3 separate regions of the Ovis aries genome follow, and all the other regions are linked to region 3. A link is a contact called in public Hi-C data. All regions are on one chromosome and are shown on one strand. Each heading gives the region's core, a stretch centred on a gene start, on an enhancer-like site or on the middle of the called end of the contact. The rest is flanking DNA. Distances are from core to core; before and after follow the strand shown. Region 1 overlaps COL18A1 (collagen type XVIII alpha 1 chain). Region 2 overlaps ADARB1 (adenosine deaminase RNA specific B1). Region 3 holds the start of POFUT2 (protein O-fucosyltransferase 2).

Evidence for each region. A called contact is a pair of places that touch in the nucleus more often than the background predicts.
Region 1: a Hi-C map of tail adipose tissue shows a contact between it and region 3, with 8 times the contacts expected there. The contact joins the enhancer-like site here to the promoter of POFUT2 in region 3. A contact is called at or near these places in 9 of 16 Hi-C or Micro-C datasets (hypothalamus, liver, mesenteric adipose tissue and 5 more).
Region 2: a contact with region 3 is called in a Hi-C map of tail adipose tissue, with 4 times the contacts expected there. The contact joins the enhancer-like site here to the promoter of POFUT2 in region 3. A contact is called at or near these places in 2 of 16 Hi-C or Micro-C datasets (skin fibroblasts and tail adipose tissue).

The regions. Positions count from the first base shown.
Region 1 is chr1:265,949,219-265,952,146 of ARS-UI_Ramb_v3.0, reverse strand. All of the region lies in intron 3 of COL18A1 (collagen type XVIII alpha 1 chain), which reads right to left. Among named protein-coding and RNA genes, the nearest start is that of COL18A1, 21 kb to the right of the region's middle. Within about 2 kb of position 1,501, at least 14 of the 54 cell types and tissues checked have an H3K27ac peak or open chromatin away from gene starts, as enhancers often do. A contact at or near this core is called in tail adipose tissue, where this site is marked.
Region 2 is chr1:265,696,934-265,699,852 of ARS-UI_Ramb_v3.0, reverse strand. ADARB1 (adenosine deaminase RNA specific B1) reads right to left here. Exons shown (of 12, transcript XM_042237811.2): 4 at 1,331-1,467. Among named protein-coding and RNA genes, the nearest start is that of ADARB1, 45 kb to the right of the region's middle. Within about 2 kb of position 1,387, at least 10 of the 54 cell types and tissues checked have an H3K27ac peak or open chromatin away from gene starts, as enhancers often do.
Region 3 is chr1:265,825,038-265,827,737 of ARS-UI_Ramb_v3.0, reverse strand. POFUT2 (protein O-fucosyltransferase 2) reads left to right here and starts at 1,389. Exons shown (of 8, transcript XM_060406273.1): 1 at 1,389-1,545. The coding sequence starts at 1,415.

The sequences.
Region 1 (2,928 bases), core at 252-2,751, 120 kb before region 3:
TCCCATTTCTGCCACATTAATCACTTCGAGCTGCCTGCCCTGGGGCGGGGATGAGGAACCGAAACAGGGAAGGGACCTTCCTCCTGCTCGGGACTGTAGCTGGGACCCCCCCACACACAGAGGGTCCTGGTACCAGTAGGGATGCAGCCCCCACACCCCCACCTCATGGTCACCACACTGCTGGCCCCGCACTAGTGTAGAAGCCTCAGGCAGGGCAGCAGCAGCCCTTCCTCGGGACCAGGCTGCAATCGGCTGGGGTCGGGGCAGCCAGGTGGGTGCATGTGTTGATGGGCTCCGGGGAGGTTGGGGGGGGCAGTCGAGGTCACATAGTGGCCGTCACATAGCTCATGAAGGATGCTGAGGGAGCATCTTCGAGATGCTGGTAACGGGGTGGCAGAGATGCGGGTGATGGGGAAGTGGAGATGTGGGTGACAGGGAAGCAAAGACGCGGGTGATGGGGAAGCAGGGATATAAGTGACGGAGAGGCAGAGATGTGGGTGATGGACACCCACAGCATATCTGGCTGCAAGAAGGACCCCGCCGTAGACAGTGATGGAACAGCTTGAGTGACCTCGGCCCAAGGCACACTGGGCTCCACACCCCTCCCCTCCCTGCTCTCAGATGCTTCACCACAGATGTGGGATCTGCTCATCTGCTCCAAGCTTGAAGCAGGATGATGCCTCCAGCCGCTCCAGGGGCCGCGGGGGTCAGGGGGAACATAGGGGACCCGGAACAAAGGCTCCCAGATGCTGCTGCAGCACTTGGGGCTCGCCATGGTGCGCATAGCTAAAGGATGAATGAATGGATGGGGGATCCTGTGGGAAAGGATCTCTCCACAGGGAGAGGAGAGGCTCTCACCCAGGCTGCCCCGTGCGCTGGGGAGCCCCTCCTAACCTTTCCTTCTACCCTGCCCGGAGCAGCGACTGTCCTGCCACCCACCCACACTTATGTAAGCCCGATGGTGGTGAGAAGAGAACAGGGACCCTCCACCCTCACCGATTCTCAGGAGGCCTGGTGTGGTGTTCACACACGTTCCTAAGGGACTCACAAGAGGAGGTTCCCAGACTGAACTTGGGAAAAGCACAGTCCTGAGTCTGGAATCCCGAGTCCAGAGATGGCTCAGTTACACAAGATGATGTTGTAAATGTGAAAGGACCTGCACCGAAGTGTTATTAGCCATAAAAGAAACCCCACAAAGCAGTGACCCATGACAACACAGATGAGCATGGAAAGCATAGTTCTCAGTGAGAGAAGCCAGACACAGAAGGACACACACTAGGCTCCACCCACGTAAAACGTCCAGAGCAGGGAGTCCTGACGCAAGGAGCAGACACACTGGGGCCAGGCGCTGGGTCGGGGTGGGGTTTCCACAAGGAGAATGCTCTCCAGCTGCACGGCCAGTGGTTGTGCAACGGAGTGAATGTACTAAACGTCCTGAGTTGTTCACCGTGAAAGGATTAGTTTTATGCTGTGAATGAGTGAAAGTTAATAAAAGTTAAAATGATGAAAAAGTTAAGGACCGTGTTCTCCAGCCTACAGAGGACAGAACATATGACACCACGTCCTGGAATCTCCTGATCTAAGTCCCGGGCCCGGCCTGGCCAGGGATCAGCGCCTGCACGTGGTAGGACAGGGGGCGGCCCACCTTCCCCAGTCCGCTTAGCCCTTGTCTAGGTGGCCACCCCGTCACACAGCACATTCACAGCCCTGGCCTCACTCACCCACAGGCTCCTGAAGCCCTGAGGGCACAGCGCACTGAGAGGCACCCTTGAGGCTCCTGGGGAGACCAGAGGGAGGCAGTCAGGAAGGCTGCATGGGGGAGGTGGCGTGGGCACATCTACCCACCCTGGCTCTGACCCAGGAAACCTGGAATCCTCTGCCTCCCAGGACGATGCCAGGAAGCAGCCTTCTCCATGGAGAGGCTGGGGCCCTGGAGGCCTGGGGGCCTTGAGTCACTGCACCTCATTGCTCAGCCATGAGCTCACCATCCAGGTGCCAGCCTGCGCTTGGAGGCCGCACCCACTCTGCCTCCCCATCAGCCCCACGGCACCCAGCCCCGAGCCACGAGCTGGGCACAGACAAGCCAGGGCCCATGTGTCTGCAGATGGAGGTCAGAATACAGATTCTAGTGGGACTCAGGCCACTCAGACCTCACCGTCCAGTTAAGGGCTGGTGCAATACGTGAGCAGCTCCACCCAGACATGTCTGGCTCGGTTCTGACATGCAGGCAAGCAGGTGAGGTCATGCTGGGTGGGCACAGGGCAAGGAGGGGCCTTCCCAGAGAAGGCAGGGCTCTTACCAAGCAGTGTCCCAGAGGCATGGGCACAGTGGGAGTCTGGGGTCTGGGCAGACAAGGCAGTTCACTCTGGGGAGCAAAGAGTCTTGGGGCTGCCATGAGTGAGGGGCCTCACACCTGCCTTCTGGGGTCCATGCCCAGAAGGCATGGGCAGGAGGGGGCTCCAGGCCTGGTATATCTGAGCACATTGGGCACACACAGGAAGGAGAGGGACGGGCTAGGAGGGCATTCTGATGTGAAAGGTTCAGTGAGATGGAGACAGATGAGAAGAAACATCAAAACAACAAGCTCAGCTATCCCCACTCAGGGCCACAAATGGTCATGTGGCATCCAGGAGGTCAGCAGACCTGGTCCTACAAATGCTCCATCTGGAAAACCCTGGTTTAGCACGCAAACACATATACACAAGCACATGCACCCACACGCTCCTACATGCACGCACATGAACACATGCACACACATGTACGCACGTACTTGTATATACACGTGTGATTGTGCATACACCTACATGCACACTACACACTTGTGCACACACACCTGCAATATATCATGGACCTACACACACACATGCACACAAGCACCTTCATGCACACACACATGCACCCACATGGAACATGCACACACGTACACAC
Region 2 (2,919 bases), core at 138-2,637, 130 kb after region 3:
ACAGTCCATGGGGTCATAAAGAGTCAGACACGACTGGGCAACTAAACAACAAGAACGTTACATCTACAGCACCCTGGATGTGAAAGTGGAAGTGAGGTCGCTCAGTCATGTCCGACTCTTTGCGACCCCATGGACTGTAGCCTATCAGGCTCTCCATCCATGGGATTTTCCAGGCAAAAGTGCTGCAGTAGATTGCCATTTCCTTCTCCAGGAGGGGATCTTCCCGACCCAGGAATCGAACCCAGGGCTCCTGCATTGCAGGCAGCCGCTTTACCGTCTGAGCCACCAGGGAAGCCCACACGGCACCCTGGATGTAGGTGGCCATAAACCCCAGCTCACTTGCAGTGCTAAAGCACGGTCTCACTCTGGGCTTTCTACCATCTCCCAACCAACTCCGGCTACAGAGAAACTGATTTAAGATCACTAATTGAGCTAAAAGATGAGTTGTGGTTAAAAACACAACTCCATCCTACTGGCACAAGCAGTGGTAAAAGTAAGCATGGTTTTGCCCTCTCCATACACTTGCTGGCTATGTAGAAAAGAAAAAAAAAAAAAAATAGAAAGCACCAATTGAAGATTAGACAAAACCTCTTTTAAAGGTTTCCTTGGAAACCAGGGACCTGATGTTCCTGATGTCCACAAACACAGAAACGACAGGTGGGGCCCTCCAGGTACAATTCCCGGGCCTTGTGGTCAGGCATGGCACATCTCCCGGCCCTAACCAACCCCATGGATGGCTCCACGCCCGCCACGGCCCAGAGGGGGCTGTGTCCTGGCTGACACGCCTCAGCCCCCAGCGAGGGAGTGGACAAACGCAGAACGCCCTCTTTCTGCACCCAGCAGCTTCTGGCAGCCACTTCCTATAATACTTCTTCCCCAAGAAAAAAACCTCCGTGGAAGTTCAGTGCTTGACCTTCCTGACTCAGTCACTCTGCAGGCCACAAACTAACCTTACATCATACTAACTACCGGGATTTTGACTGGGTCGTCTCAGCTTCCCTCAGAAGCAGACGCTGAATCATGTAATAGTCACCAACAATAAGTACCGAAGAAACGTTCTTTTAATTACCTCAAAGAAAGTAATCTGCGGTAAGGGCTCTACAGCAAGTCCCCAGTAGTGCCCAGCCCTTGGCCACCCGCGGCGGCCACTGGGGGGCAGCAGAGCACCAGCTGAGAGGCTGTGGGGACAGGAACAGACGGTCTGTAGGAAGCTGCTAACAAAATGCATTTTAAACAGCCAGCCAAAAGGCTTAACTAATGAGTTTACGTGGGGCCAGAGGCATTTTTTATGAGTCAAAAGTTAGCAGAGGTTTACAGGTTCCACTCTTACTGTGAATTCCACGTGTTCCTGTGCCGCCTGGGCCCTGTGGAGCGGGTGGAGCTGAGATGATCCGAGCGTGGCGCCCGCTCGGCGAGCTTCCTTCAGGCCCTTGTCCAGCTCTCCATGCCGACCGGAAAGCCTTCCCCCTGTAACAGACGGTTCCCGTGCTTCATGTTAACTTTAACCCAACAATAAAGCCTTTCCACCACTGCAGAAGTCAAAGTGAAAAAGTGAAGTCGCTCAGTTGTGTCCGACTCTTTGCGACCCTGTGGACTGTAGCCCACCAGGCTCCTCCATCCATGGGGTTTCCCAGGCAAGAATACTGGAGTGGGTTGCACATTTCCTCCTCTAGGGGATCTTCCCCACCCAAGGATCAAACCTGGGTCTCCTGCATTGCAGGCAGACGCTTTAACCTCTGAGCCACCAGGGAAGCCAACTCCATAACATGCTGCTCATGAAAAGTCCTCTCCCAGGGAACTGATCTGCAGGCTACACAGCACAGCCCCCAAAATAACCAGTCCTCTCTTGAATATGGAGCCTTCCCTGGTGTCTCAGTGGTAAAGAATCTGCCTGCCAATGCAGGAGACGCAGGTTCAATCCTTGGATCAGGAAGAACCCCTGGAGAAGAAAATGGCAACCCACTCCAGTATTCTTGCCTGGAGAATCCCACGAACAGGGGAGCCTGGCGGGCTACAGTCCATGGGATCACAAAGAGTCAGACACGACTGAGTGACTGAACAACTCCTAGATATGTTTCACTTACTTCTAATGTGTTCTTGGTTTTTAAAGCAGATACCCCATGATAACTCCCACCTTCACCCCCTGCCACAACAGGCAGGGGCACACAAGACACACACCATCAGCTCTCCACTCGCCAACAGGCCAGCGCAAACAAGCACCAACCCACACGCCAAGGAATGAGGCCTCGGGCAGAGTCCTGTCCGGACCCATCTTCCGAGAGAGCAGACGCCACCTGCGCAGGCCTGTGTACACGCGTGTGAGTCCAGACAGACCCGGAGTTACAGGCTCGGCATACCCCCACCCCTTCCCACCTGGGTCAGCGCCGACAGCCAGCCCTGTGTCTGGAGCGGAGCCCGGGAAACAACTCTCCAGATCACTTCCTCCCGACCAGTGGGACGGTGGAACTTGCTGATATACCTATGAGACCTGACAATGGAGTGCCCGTATTTTCTTTCTGAAAAACAAACTGATATCCAAAGGATACCTGCTTCTCCAGTGCAGACCTACCGGCCCACGTCTGCGGGGAGAACGGCGGGTCTCGGAGGGGCAGTGCCAAGACCGAGGCGGACGGTGCATCTGACCACGGGGCGGCCAAGCTGTGCAGACCCCCATCCCCAGCCCCCGGGACCCTCCCTCTGCACAGCCACAGCTGCAGGTCCTCAGGCTCCGCCACACCTCTCTGCTGTGACGGGCTCAGATGCCCCCAGAACGTGTGCCAGAACGTCCCCATCTCCTCTGGCAGCATCACCGCTGTGACGGTCACTCACTGCAGAGCCCCGCAGGCCTGGGGTTACAGTCACACAGCCGTCTTGTCCAGCACAGAGGTTCTGAGTCGAGTGCCCAGAGCTGTGCCCAGC
Region 3 (2,700 bases), core at 140-2,639:
TCCATTTGCATTCAAATCTTTTCAAAAGAGCAAATAATATTTCCCATAAAAATACCTGCTGCTCTCCCAAGGTGACCTAAATGGCCAGCAGTGTGGGTGGTGCACTCCTGGGCAGCAATGGAAGAGAGGGGCCAGCTGTTCTTGGCCACGTGTGACTCAACATGGCTGCAGCGCTGAGGGCTCCTGGCCAGGACGGCCAAGCAGGGAACCCCACCCTGCAGGGCTCTGTGCACCCAGGGATGAGGGAAAGGCCCTCCCTTTCCAGGTGGGTTGCATGCAGGCCAACTAACAGAAAGAACCTGCAAGTCTGGAAGTGGGTGTCTTCAGCCAGAAGGTGCTTTGTCCAAGGTGGGAATGAAGCTTTCGTTTGGATCCCTGGAGAGTTGGGTCCCTGGGTCCAGGGGCTAGGGGGTTTCACACTGGAGACTTGTAGACATTCCAGAGACCCCGTGGTGTGGTGGTCTTTCCTATGCCAGGGGGCCTTAAAGGCCTTGGGGCCAGCTCTGCAGCGAGGGAGCAGGTGTGGAAGCCAGCTCTGGTCTGCAGAGAGCCCAGCAGTGCCCCCAGCACAGAGAAGTCCTGGCAGGCAGGGTGGCTGCAGTGGGAGCACAGTACCTCTAATAGAGACAGTGCCCAGTGCGGGAAGAGGACAGTGGGCACTCCTGAGGCAGGGGCCTTGGTGCTGGTGAAGGAAGCGGGCTCAGTAGAGGGCGGAACAGCAGGACCTCTTGGTCTGGAATGAAGGTTCCTGAGGAGACCCCAGAGCACCATACACACCATCCCACACCATACTCCAAATGTCCGAGGCCCGCTGGCCGCTCTGCTCCCTCGAACTGTCGTTCTCCAGTGAGATAGCACCCAGCCCAGCATCTGGCACCCCCGCCCCACGCGCCTCCTGCCGCACCTCCCATCTTGGGAGAGATCCTGTCATCTGGGAAACTGCCCAGCAACGCGAATTCAAGGCTCGCAGAGGGCCTGCCGGATTTGTGGGTCAGGTACCCCGCCTGGACAGCCGTACAGGCCTGGGGCTTGCCTATGGCTAGCCCTCCCGCAGAAGGCACGCTGACGGGTTTCGCGCCCGGGGCCCCTGGAGGCAGCAGAGCCAAGTAGGCCCGCGAGGCCCCGCCCCCTTCACGGCCCCGCCTCCGACCTCGCCCCAGTCTCCGCCCCGCAAGAACTGCCGGGAGGACCTCAGCGCGGCCCCGCCCAGGGGTCGGCCCCGCCCTCCCGCCTATTAGTCCTGCCTCCTGGCCCCGCCCCAGCCCCCGCGGCTCTGGGACTCGGGATCACGCACGACGCATGCGCTAGATGGGCCCCGTGGCGTTGCCGTGGCTACGGGAGACGCTCTCCGAGAGGACGCGCTGCGCTTCCGGGGTGGGGCGCGGCTACAGGAAGTGCGTGGCCGCCCGGGGCCATGGCGGCGCTTGCCGTCGTCTTTCTGCTCCTTTGGGCGGCATCCTGGCCGTCGGCCTCGGCCTCTGGCGAAGAGTTCTGGCCTGGCCAGTCGGCAGCCGACATCCTGTCGGGGGCGGCGTCCCGCAGACGGTAAACGCGCGTCCGCGCCATCGGTGGGGCCGGGACCGGGACCCGGAGCACCGGGCCGGGAGGCGGGGCTCGGAGAGGGGTAGCGGAGCGGCGGGGCCTCGGTCTGCCCTACATCCTTGGCGCCCTGGCCTGGGGGCGCGAGCCAGGGTCGCCTGGCGACCGCGGCCTCCCGGAGCCCCTTGGAGGACAGGCTTGGGGCCACATTAGGGGGCAGGGCGGAGGACCCAGTTACTTGATACGGAGTGTTCCCTGGCGTTCGAGGAGCCCCAGAATCAGACGTTCGAATGGGGTGGCTCTTAAGAAAGCCCAGCCTTGTTTATCTGCAGGAGAATTTCCGCCCTATACAGATGCTGGTTGTTGCGTAGATAAGTTTCAGGAGTGAGAAGCGTCAGTGCCCTACAGCTGTTACTGAGGGAGGGCCTCACCCAAAACAGACTGCTGAATGCAGGGTGTACAGACGGTAGACTGGCAGTTTGGGGGAATTGGAGGCCCAGGCCAGGCATTCCAGCATGGTCTCTTTCGCAGACGGAGGTGCAGAGAAGGGAGGGTGAGACCATAGCAGAGGCAGGAGTCCCCTCCCTGCGCCTTGTGTAGGGGAGTCTCGTGGACAAGGCAGCAGTTCTCAGTGGGAGCTCAGGGACCGCCAAGGTGCCAGGTCATTTTCCTAGAAATACTGGGATGCTGTCTGCCTTTTGCACACACTCAAGAATTGATGCTTTTGAACTGCGGTGTTGGAGAAGACTCTTGAGAGTCCCTTGGACTGCAAGGAGATCCAACCAGTGCATCCTAAAGGAGATCAGTCCTGGGTGTTCATTGGAAGGAATGATGCTAAAGCTGCAACTCCAGTACTTTGGCCACCTCATGTGAAGAGTTGACTCATTGGCAAAGATTCTGATGCTAGGAGGGATTGGGGGCAGGAGGAAAAGGGGATGACAGAGGATGAGATGGCTGGATGGCATCACTGACTCAATGGACATGAGTTTGGGTAAACTCCAGGAGTTGGTGATAGACAGGGAGGCCTGGCATGCTGTGATTCATGGGGTCACAAAGAGTTGGGCGTGACTGAGCGACTGAACTGAACTGATGAGTTTACTGTGGGGGTTTCCAGAGACCACCTGGCCTGTGGTATCATAACACAGGCATGGAGAAGCAGAC